Linked DNA regions of Gossypium hirsutum: region 2 is linked to region 1. The links are chromatin contacts, called in public Hi-C maps. All regions are on one chromosome and are shown on one strand. The core of a region is the stretch at or near the end of the contact, and the rest is flanking DNA. Distances in the headings are between cores, read along the strand shown.

What was found. Hi-C and Micro-C count contacts between places; a contact is called where the count stands out from the background.
Region 2: a contact with region 1 is called in a Hi-C map of leaf, with 3 times the contacts expected there. The contact joins the enhancer-like site here to the promoter of LOC107899735 in region 1. A contact is called at or near these places in 3 of 34 Hi-C or Micro-C datasets (hypocotyl and leaf).

The regions. Positions count from the first base shown.
Region 1 is chrD04:21,389,953-21,396,172 of Gossypium_hirsutum_v2.1, reverse strand. LOC107899735 (GPI-anchored hemophore cfmA) reads right to left here and starts at 2,764. Exons shown (of 1, transcript XM_016825520.2): 1 at 2,116-2,764. The coding sequence starts at 2,663. The coding sequence ends at 2,325.
Region 2 is chrD04:21,601,928-21,608,147 of Gossypium_hirsutum_v2.1, reverse strand. No RefSeq gene overlaps it. Among protein-coding and RNA genes, the nearest start is that of LOC107899686, 22 kb to the left of the region's middle. Within about 2 kb of position 3,402, at least 3 of the 9 cell types and tissues checked have an H3K27ac peak or open chromatin away from gene starts, as enhancers often do. A contact at or near this core is called in hypocotyl and leaf, where this site is marked.

The DNA.
Region 1 (6,220 bases), core at 1,515-4,014:
GATTCGTTACTCCGTTCTTCACTCGACATCAAATCATAATTATTCTAATCTCTTCTCTCTTCCGATTTAATTGTGTTGTTTGCACATTTAATTCAACTGAGTTTGGGATCATGAATAACACGAGTGGCAAAATCTTTTAGGGGAGATTAACGAGCGGACAAGGACATGATTAATGGAGGATTTAGGGTTTTCCAATAGGATTTGTTGGTTTAAATTACATATTCATAATCCCTCTTGATAACCATAGGAAGTAATCATAGGCTAAACGAGGTCAGAAGATATGTTTTGTCAAGTAAATCGTAATTTGTCCTGGTTAAGAAAGTGAGGTTGGGAGATAAGCAAGTATCAACCAATTAATTAATCAAATAGAGACTAGGAGGTAAAATTGGTTAGTTAATAGCTAATCCACCCTAAAATCCTAATGTACAGTTAATTACAACACTTGGAACGCGTTAATCTTCCTAATTGGTTTAATCTGTTTAGTCGTTTGTTTATTTTATTATTTATTTAATTTAATTATTTAATTTTCATTACTCATCTATTTTATGATCTGTCATGATATAGGATTTAATTATTACTATTTAGACTTATTATTGTAAAGAGATTTTCAATAGATTTATTCCATCATCCCTGGGTATGATCCTCGGAATACTTTCCGGTATTCCGTTGTAACACGAATACTATATTAGAATTTAACTCGTATTCTTAGAGACACCGCCAATTTAATTTCATATATTTTTAGTGTGATATTTATACTATAAACGATAACACGTTTATAGGCGGTCAAGTTGTTAGCGCCATTGCCAGGGAGGTTTCGACATTAGATCTAGGAAATATCTTTACGAATAATAAGATAAATAAGAATGTTAAAGACTATAGATACAATATTTTTATTTCTTTTATTTTTAATTTTTATTTGTTAATTTTTAATTTTCGAATTGTTTATGACGCTAAGGTCCAGCATAACATCCGAACAACAATGTCTAATAAAGAATTGAAAGTGAGGGTGGAAGTGATGTGCACACGATCCATTCCACATAATTGCAATCGCATGAGTGATGAATGTAAATGAACTTATAAAGTTTATTTGGATCGTTGATTATACAGCTATAGAAAACATGTTTAATCACTTTGCCGTGAGGTGGTTGTTCACTATTGCATACTTTGCCTTTGTTTGAGAAGGGGCATGTCTTCTATCGGTATTTGGATCATGTTTTTTGTTTATATTTTTCTAGATCAATCTAGGCTTATTCTATGTTTTGGTTCCTTCATCCATCTACTGAACCTTTTATATGATCTGATTATTTTACCGTTCGAGTGTGAAATGAAATGATAATTCAATGTTGCAATTATATAATTATTTAATTTAACGTGTGTTAATAGGATTTCTTCAAGGCATGGATAGAATTCGTTTTAAAATAATGTCATTTAAGCCATCTCTTAATTTGCCTATTTCTAATAGCAGTCTTGGACCATTTTTAAGGACTCATTCGATATTTAGAACATTACTTTTTCAATATTTCTTACAAAATTCAATTATTAACAAGAAAATAAGCTTCTCTAGTTAGAACTAAAGAGATTTTATCTAACCAACAAAAACTTGAAAAAAGTGAAAGTGGATTTTTTTCTCTAGATACTTGGACAAAGTTTGAATTTTAAAATTCTTATTATTGGAATGATTTTATCTAAATACTATCTTGATTCGAATAGGACTAGGCTTACCTCGTAAAATAGATGAGTACACTTGTGAACTCAACGTTTTTAAGATGGGACCGGTGATGAAATCTGTTAGGCTATTGATTCGACCAGTTTAACTAATCTATTTGATTTGATAAAATAAATTATTAAAAATTCAATAAATTTTGACTCAATCATCCAATTCAATTGGTTTTTTGTCCAGTTTAACTAATACATACCGATTCTCCAGTCTTCCTATTCAAGCAACAATTATACCAAAAATAAAAATAATAAAATTAAAAAAAGATTTTAAGTGAAAATTTCCTTATTTTTCCTTTCAAACAGAGGGATTTTGAATGCTGCTTATATGTTCAACGTTTTGTCATTCAGTGATAGACTTCGAATGTTTATTGAGTTTTTCCCCATATAGACAATTAATTTTGATAATATAAACTGTAGTTTTTTCTTTTCAGTAGCACTTGAAGGTTTTTGACAAAACACTCTGACAAAAGCACACAGAAAATAAATTAACCATTTATATAAAAACGTTGAGGACTGAAAACCTTTGCAGGCTTTCGTGCTGATTATTATTGTCGTTATTATTATTTATTTTTTGTTTCCAGATCTTCCATTTGTGGATCTAGAATCTAGCCTCTTCCACCTGACCCAGCTCTCGACCCAGCTCTCGACCCGGCTGATGAACCTGCTTCTGACCCTGCCCCAGAGCCTGAACCCGAAGAACTTGATGAAGAAGATGAGCTAGAACTAGAACTGGACCGAGAACCAGAACCAGAGCCAGCACCAGCACCAGCTCCAGAGCCTGAACCATTTCCACCAAGCCCAAGACCAAGCCCAATACCCAAACCAACCCCAATTCCTCCCAGGTCTATACCCAGGTCTTTCCTTGCCACTCGGCTTTCAGAAACAGTGGCACAGGTTGAGACTAGCAATGCAACAAGTAATAAACACTTCCAAAATTCAGCCATTGTTTTCAGGCACCCAGCCCTGGATTAGCAAGAATAATCGAACAAGCTTGGAAAAAATAGATGATGGATTTGTAGGCGAGAGGAAGAATGGAGGCATACCGCTAACTGAGTAGCTATTTATAATGAAGTTTGCACTTTGCAGTAGATGTGATTTTAGCATGGATTTTATCTCGGATGTGATTCTAATAGTTTCATGTTTATCATAATTATAAATTTAATATTTTTTTTACTACATAAATCCTAACGTGTATACTGTAGCAATTAGGGGGAAGTGATGTGGACGATTTTCTGGAATCCGATTGAACCAAAGTTTCTGGTGGGTGAGACTGATAGCACTGACAGTAGTGCGAATCCTTCTAGTCTCAAGTTTGAACGCTATCATGCGAAGATGGTTGCGGTGCCGACCCATAAAATACATCCCCACTAACTATATAGTGGGGAATGATTAGCTTGTAATTTGTGTACGGCTAGCTTTATATAATGATATTAGAATACCATATTGGAGGTAGGGATAAAAAGAATTCAAGCTATATCTTGGTGTTAAGTTTGAAATTTTAATTAAAATTTTTGAAGGTTTTAATGATAACTTTTAAAATTTTTTATAGTTTTAATTAAAAATTTTAAAAATTTTAGAGATTTATGAAAGTTAAAAAAAATTTAATTCAAATTCAATTTTTTAATTGTTTTTAAATTTTAATAAATAATTTTAAAATTTTGAACCCTAACTAAAATTTTAAAAGTATAATTAAAATTTTCAAAAAATTTAAGGAGGTAAAGCCCATAAGCCCTATTACGTATCTTACTCCAATCAAAAGACATGATGGAAGTTTTAATCACTGCTTTTCTCAAATGTCATCCATATTAGAGAGAACTTATATAACTAAAAGTGATTATCTTCAAACAACTTAATCAATGGGTGATTTCTATGTTTACTATGATAAAAATGTCATATTTTTAGAAAAGTAAATTTCTGTCCAGAATTACTTCCCATATGTTTGAACATAATTCTTTTCATTAAAAGTGAGAAAGTAATCTTTTAAAATACACTTTTGAAACCATCTTTTTCCTTATTTATTTATTTTCATTATCTTATTCAATACTTTTAACTAAAAATTCATAAAATATTTAAGTTTAAATTTACTTTAATGTTATAAACATTATAGGTGATTGTGGAAATCTGTAATGTCTCTAATTTATTATATTTAAGAATTTTAAAAGTAGATAAAATAGGAAATTATGAATGTTAGTATAGAAAATAGTTAGATTCAATAGGAAATTAAAAATACTCTAGAAATAAGGGAAATAAATCTAGGGTATTAACTAAATTGTAAGAGAATAAAAAGTATTGGGGTAAAAATAAGAAAATTAAAAATTTGAAGTGATTGCATTGAATTGAAGGAAAAATAAGGAAGGGCTAGAAGTGAAAATTTACCAAAATAAAATATGATTCATGGATAGTATTATAGATAAATTTGGAGGGTTAAAGGTAATTACTCAAATCGGATAATTATGAAAAATGTAATGATTAAAGATCAAATTGTGTAAAAATGTGATTGGTAGACAATTTTAATAATTATCATTTTAATTACTAAATTAATTAGATATTTTTGATAGAAAAGTTGAGAAAGATGAAGAATTCATTCATATTTCCCTAACCTCCCACGCCATCATCATTTCTCCATCCTTTCAATTTTTTACTTTCATTACAAATAGATCATTTCCACCATTTTCAAGGCTTTCTAAGCTTAATTCCTTCAATTTCTTTCATGAATCTTTATTAAAATCATTATAGAAGCTTGTTAGCCACCTTGATTTCATGAAAAGAGCATCAATAGTAGTCTTGGAGGAGAAAGAGAAAAAAAGAATTAAGATTTTATTACAAATGATTAAGAGAAAGAGAAGAAATGTAAAAGTCTATTTTTTAGTGGTGTTGAAAGCAATAGTTTTGGGGTCACAATTTCGGCGAGTGAGTACATAAATATTATTTATTAATATTGTAACAACCCAATTTTAGTGGTGTCAGAAATAGTGGTTTCGTGACCACGACTTCGACAAGTGAGTTATTATTTTAATATTTATTTAATGTCTATAGAGTTATTTTAAGGTTATATTAAATTTTTGTTATGAAATTTTGAGGTTAGAATGGTTAATTAGGTAAAAACAACTAAATTGAAAAAGATGCAAAAGTTGAATTCTATTAGTTAAGTGGATTAAATAGCTTTAACAAGGTGAGTTAATGGAATTATTTAGTCATTATGCCATATATAAATATGGTGCACAATGATGGGCATGATTTAGTTATTTTATAAGTTTATATTATAAGGATAAATTAGTAATTTAATAAATAAATGCTTAAACAAGAAAGAATTAGCTATCATTTTTTTCTCATTTTCACTTTGTTATTGTCGAAACCCTATTGTTGAGTTAAGAAATATTCGGCCAAGCTTCTTTTGACGCATGGTATGTGATTTTGATTTTGTTTTAATAATTTTTACGTTTACGAGTTCGTTTTAACTTAATTTACTTAGCCCAGGGGTTAATTTGCAAAATTGTTAAAGGTTGAGGGATATCCTATGAATGAAATTGATGAGTTTTTGAAGTTGATTGATAGAATGTTAAGGTTGATTCTTGAGTAAGCTTATTTTGCTAGGTGATTTTTAGTGAATTTAGGGTTTAAGGACTTATTCATGAAAATAGTAAAAATTTCAAGGTAACATTATGAAATGGTGATTTTAGTGGGTTGATATGGGTCCCTAAGAAGTTTGGCTAACATGTATTGAGGATTAAAATAGTTAAATTTCAAGTTATGAGCTTAAGGACTAAATTGTGAAAAAGTTAAAATAGGAGGGGTAATTTTGTAATTCATGATAATATGAATTATAGATTGAATTGAATGCTTGAGGTTAATTGAAGTACTTAATTGAATGAAACTATTTATTTAGATCAAGATAAACAACAACCGAACTTAAATCGAGGAAAGGCAAAAGCTTTGGATTAGTCTCCAAGTCTACTTCTACGATTATAGTTACCGAGGTAAGTTCGTATGAATTATAATCTTACTAAATATAGTTTGATTGATTATCTGTTATATTATGTTAGTTATAAACAAACTCAAAATATATACATATATCAACATTTTGAGTAATTGACGGATAAATAGTCTCGTTTGAACCTTAAGGATTCTTAGGATACAAATGACATGTCATTAGGGATTTCATGTTTTGGGTGCTAGTCTTGAATGTCCTGTCAATGGCTGAGGTCCTGCATTTATTTTGGATTCTCCACAGCTCGTGTGAGCAACATCGTGTAGCTAACATTTCGACCCACAGCTCATGGAAGTAGACTCATTTCACAGCTCGTGTGAGCACTATTGAAAAGGAAAGGTTATGGTTATATGGAAAGACACACTATGTGTGAGCATTCCCAGGTATCCAATGTAATTCTAGATGGTTCAACGAGTAAGTAAAGATAATTGGCAAGGCATGTGGTAAAATGGATAATTGCTCCTAAACTTGTTAATGGTAAATTTAGATGAATGCAAATGAATTGAAAGGAAT
Region 2 (6,220 bases), core at 2,153-4,652, 210 kb before region 1:
ATGACTTATATGCTTAAAAATGTTGCATTTTTCTGGTCTGAAGTAGAGGTATCGATATTCTTGTTGTGAAAATGATACCTCTGTGATTTTGAAATGTGCAGAAAGTCAGAATCGTAAATTGGTATCGATACCCTATCTCGAGGTAGTTTTATCAATACTTTTTCAATTGTACTGATATTTTATTGTGTTTTGATTTTAGGCGAGAAACAAAATGTTGATTTGGTACTGATTTTCCATACTGTATCAATATCGTGCAAGGAAAATATCATACCCATGTTCTAGTATCGATACCTACGTGATTGTATTTGAAATTTTGCTAAATTATCCTAATGCATGTTCAATTATTACTATAAGTTTATTTAAAGTATGTTTTGTAGGTTCAAACGATGATTGATATATGTTTGACTAAAAATTTATAAGATCACCGATAAAGAGGATGATTTCTTAATAATGTGACAATTTACTATGAGGATGACATGAGACGGTAGTATGGCATCTTGATATTCCAGCTTGACGGCTAGGCCGGGTATAGGGTGTTACAATATTCATTTTCGAATCTTAACCTAAAAATTGTAAATAGACATTGGAACCAAGGTTGTAAAAATTATTCACCAGTTTGTACGAGTTTTTAATAGTAGTTAGATTTTCAAACTTTAAGTTCTGAAAGTGTGTAATTAAATCAGAAACAAAAGAATCGATTAAGTCATTCAGGTTAATGTAGCATCTGTTACCCCAACCTGGCGATCGGGTCGGGTAAGGTGTTACACATTGGGCCTTCATAGTCGTGATGTCACTCACTGAGTGTCCCCAAAACACTTCAAAAATACTCTAAAACATCCTAAAATAACATCAAATCATATTTCATGGTTCGAAAGTATTTAAAAACATTTCTAAATCATATTTAAACATAATTCCAAGTGATAAACATGTTCAAACCAATTTATAATTCAAAAACTTGTCTTAACCTTTTAAAGAGGTTACAATAACATTTTATTTTACAAATCCAAACACTTATAAACACTTATGATAGTCTAAGTATCTATGTACATGCTAATAACCTATACAAATATCATTTAATAATTAAATAATAACCTTAAAAACTTAATTGGGTGATGCGATGGTCATGAATGAAGCTTCAAGCTTCTTGTACGAGGTCTTTTAGGTATGCATTTTAAACAACTAACACATGATCTTTAAAAGCCCAGTAAGTAGCCAAGGGAAGCCTACTTGTACTATTCCTTATGAATGTTGAGCCCTTTTAAGCATGTCATTAAGATTCATTTAAGCTAAATTGTAGTGTCACTAATCAATTCATTTAAATTAATCGAATTATGGGGCTCAACTTGCATTTTAATGATTCATTAGAAATAGCTTATGAAATGTTCGTATGGGGATTACTCTCCCTTATACTTCTTTAAACTGTTGTTTCTTAGCTTTTCAAAACATGAATATACATTTATTTCTCATTTATTGTGCTTATTTTATATTGGAGCCATCCATTTCATTTTCATTTCCTTAACTAGGACATACACTTTTATAGTACCTTATTAGTTTAAATTCTCATTTGCTTATTTGTTTATTTACCCTATTTTCATCCATTGCAGTTAGAAGACATTTTGTTCATGACCCTTAGTCTTGCTTTTAATCATCTATAGTCACATTTAAATTTTATTATCAACATTTGATCCATTTTCTCCCATAGTGAACTCTAGTAAAATTGACTTGGATAAACGGGACTCCTCGACCACACCAATGAGCACCGAAGTGCTAAACTGTAAAATAGCGTAGAACATCACTCCACCATACCAAAGAGCTCATAAGAGCATAAGCTACACCACACCAAGATGCACATAATTGCAAGGCCAGAAGGCAATATAAATGGCGTATAAGTGCAAAACCTCCAGCATAACTCCAACACGCTATAGCCCTAAATTAGCATGTCAACCATATCCTAACATTTCACTAAGTTTACTAGGGCACATTTCAATTATAATGACATATATCCGTCTAGGCCATTTACACATACATTTTTTTTGATAAAAAAGACCCGAGGGTCAACCTCAATTTATAGCATCATTTAAAACAATCTCATGAATTTTCGACGGATAATCCATTTTAAAATCCTTGGTTCAATAATTTGTTTTGGCCCAACTACAATGATAATCTACTACTTTATTATAGTAGTGTGGAGCCCAGTTAAAATTGAAATAATTAAAAGATTGGATTTGCCTCTGGATCTCCTGCATGCAATGGCCCAACATAGTCAAATAAAAGTTCCTTTTGTTGAAGCGATTAACAAGGCTGGCACAGTCTGACTCTAGCGCCAAATAATTCCAATTATTTGACCGGGCAACGTTTATGCTTTCTTCCATAGTCTGCAATTCGGCCCATTCAATTTGTATCTCCTTATTCACCCCACCCGCCTACCTCGAACAAAGCCATCAGAATTCCATGCAACCAGCTCGTAGCATGCTTTCTTGCCATGAACAGAGGCATCAAAGTTAATCTTAACCACCCCTGAGGCAGTTTCTGCCATACTTTCCTTGGTAACAACAGGTCCTCGAGCAGATTAAAAATTCGAAAATCCCTACTCAAAGCCGCCGCTCTCTCCCAGGTCACTTTTGCACCTTCCTCAACCCCCTTAAAGATACGATTATTTCTGCTATTCCAAACATTCTAGAGGACATAGATGAAGTCTGAGACCGCCTTATTATCCAACCCTCTTGCCACATCTTCAATCCAATCAATGCACCGAGAGTAATTCCTGACCAGAAACTTATTATTTAGCCCACCATACTCAAGCACTTGACGAGCCTTCAGACAGTCTTTCATCACGTGAATAAGGGTTTCCCTATCTTTGCCGCATCTCAGACAGGTATCGTTAAAACTGCTACGGAAGCTAGAGATTTTGTTGTACGTAAGGAAAATATTATGGCCTAGTGTCCAACAAAAAATACAGATTTTCGGTAGGGTCTTTAATTTCCAAATGATTCTCCAGAAGATCCTATGTGGGTCGAATCCTACCTGTTTAAGAATCAGCCACGAGTAAGCAGACTTTGAAGAAAACGCACCATGAGGGTTATGGAACCAAGTACGTCAGTCTTCAGGACCATTATGAAGGATGGGAATATTGCAAATTTGGTCCCTCAAATTTTCACCATAGATATCCAAGACCATTTTCTTGTCCCAGCCATCCTTGCTTTCGTTGAAGAAATCACAAACATTTTCCTCTTTGACCAGCCTTTTGTCAAGGCAAATGGAATTACCCGACAGGCCTTCAAAACCCTAGTTATCGTGCCACACTTTAATACTTTTGTTGTTAGCAACAGTCCAACCAAAGCCCTCATAAAGGCCTTAGCAGCCTTAGCTATACTCTGCCACGTGTATGAAGGCTTGTCCTTACTTTTAGGGTGGAAGACATCACCATCAGGAAATTACTTTGCACTTAAGACTTTATAGCACAGTGTATCCCTACAGTTGATGAGACGCCACACCTGTCTGCCAAAAAGAGCAACGTGGAATAGCTGGAACTCCCTAAAGCCAAGGCCACCCATACCTTTCGAGTAACACAACCAATCACAAGACAGCATGTTCTAGCCCCTTTTTCTCTTCCCACCTCCCCTCACCAAACACGACTTGTCATGGATTGAATCTCCTCAAGTACCCCCTTAGGAGCCATAAAGACCAAAAAAGCATAAGTAGGAATCGCTTGGATAATAGAATTAATAAAAATATCCTTGCCTCCATTTGACAATAGGCGTTTCGACCCGCTGTTGATTTTGCTCGCTATACGATCCAGAATATTCTGAAAAATGCTTGATCTTTTTTAGCAACTAGGATGGGAAGGCCAAGGTAGCCATCGAGTTTGTCCACCACTTTCATTTTTAGTAATCCCCCAAAAGTCACACATTGAGGCACTGTAGTGTTGGGGCTAAAATACACCATTGACTTTTCCAGATTAATGCTCTGGCCCGACATCCTTGTAAAATTGTCCAAGATTCTCATGAAAGCTTCCACTTCATTGCATTGGTTTCTGACAAACAAGAGAAAATCATCAGTAAAGAAAAGGTGGTTAATTCTAGGGCCATCCTCACTCGCATGGATACCCTTAATTTTATTGTTCCCTTGGGCATTAAGCAGCATGCGAGAAAAGACATCCATACAGAGAAGAAATAAGTAAGGGGATAGGGGGTCCCCTTCGCGAAGACCCCTTTTCGGAATAATGATATCAGTAAGGTTCATATTGCATTTGACTCAATACCGAACCGTACAAACACAATTCATGATTTTTTAACCCAATCTCTAGAGAAGCCCATTTTTATCATCACGTTTTCAAAGAAGCTCCATTCCACCTGGTCATATGCTTTGCTCATATCGAGCTTGATCACACAACCCTTGTTAGGGCCATTTTTAGAGCTACGAAGGTAGTGCATAAGTTAATGAGCAACAAGGACGTTGTCGTGGATCATCCGGCCGGGAGCGAAGGCGCTTTGATTTTGGATGATACAATGGGGAAGCACATTTTTTAGCCGATTAGCCAAGGTTTTGGAGATGATCTTATAGATGACCCTACACAAGCTTATCGGGAAAAAGTTTGTCATCTCACAGGGGTTCTTAATCTTAGGGATCATGACTAGTAAAGTATCATTAATGCACTCTATGTTCTTATTTCCTTTTAGGATATCCCGACACATCCTTAAAACATCACAACCCACAGTCAACCAATGCTCTTTGAAGAAGCTCCTAGACAACCCATCAATCCTCAGGGCTTTTCGGGGATCCATTTGCTTGACGGTCGCCATAATTTCATCATCGGTAAACTCACTGTTTAAATAACTATTCATGTTTTCGGTAATACACCCCGGAACAAAATACAGATCGACAGCCTCATTCGGCTATTATTCATCTTGTTCAAAATATCGGTATTCTTGTCAGTCCAAATGCGAGTAATAATATCCTTAGCCTCCTACTCCTTAGCCCAACAGACATTATACTTAAACTATGACCTGTAGTCGCTCCCTTTCTCCCCTGGCTTATTACCAAGCGTGTCACTAGAGTTACCCCTACTATGGTCGAGCATTGGTTGGAGGCCACTGAGTGGATTATGAACAACATCGATTGTACTCCTGAGTAAAAACTAAAGAGTGTAGTCTCTTTGCTTCGCAATAAGGCATATCAGTGGTGGTTGTCAGTTGAGGAGGGCACCCAACCGGATCATTTAAACTGGGACTATTTTAAGACTGCCTTCTAAGAGAAGTATGGTGGGGCGAGCTATGTTGATGCTCGTAGGCGTGAGTTCATGAATCTCACGCAAGGCTATAAATTTGTGGTCGAGTATGAGGTCGAGTTTCTGAGGTTGAGTTGCTATGCTCGAGGCATGGTGGCGTCTGAGTATGAGAAATGTGTCCATTTTGAGGTTAGTTTAAGGGACAGTTTGAGGGTTCTGATTGCTCTACAGATGGAGCGTGGGTTCGTTGTTCTAGTGGATAAGGTGTAGATTGCGGAAGAGGTTAATCCCGTGGAGTGCCAAAATAAAGACCGAGAGAGAGGCAAGAATAAGAGGGAATCGAAGCCCTCTAGTTCTATTCAGAGGCCTTAGAAACGAGCCCAAACTAATAGGCCTGTTAGAGTGGGGGTTCCTGTTGCTTTTGCTGGGATTCAGCTATGTGGTGGTTGTGGTAGGCGCCATCCAGGCAAATGTTGGAGGAGGATAGGGGCTTGTCTGAGGTGTAGGTCTTTGGAGCATCGGATTAGAGAGTGTCCACATCGTGCTGATTAGATACAAGTTCTAAGAATAAGTTCTGTACGGCCTTAGAAGGCAGTTCAGTACCCACTTAGAGGCCCTAGACTGGCTAGGGGTGGTAATGGTATGGGTCGAGGCAACCTGCACTAGTTTATGCTACTCAACGCCAAGAGGATAGAGACGCTTCTGATGTGATCACGAGTACATTCTTTATTTTTAATTTTCCATATACTGCTCTGATAGACATAGGCTCTACACATTCCTATGTAGCTAGTAGTGTTTTTGAAAACTTAGGGATTTCTGTAGAGTGTACTTCTAGTGAGATCATCGTACTGAGTCCGTTGGGGCAATCTGTTCGGGTTAGTAGACTTTATAGGAATGTTTTGTTGTAAGTACAATGGACTGTGTGTCGGGCAAATCTGATGGAGCTACTGTTTGGGGAGTTTAACTTAATTCTTGGTATGGGCTGGTTAATTG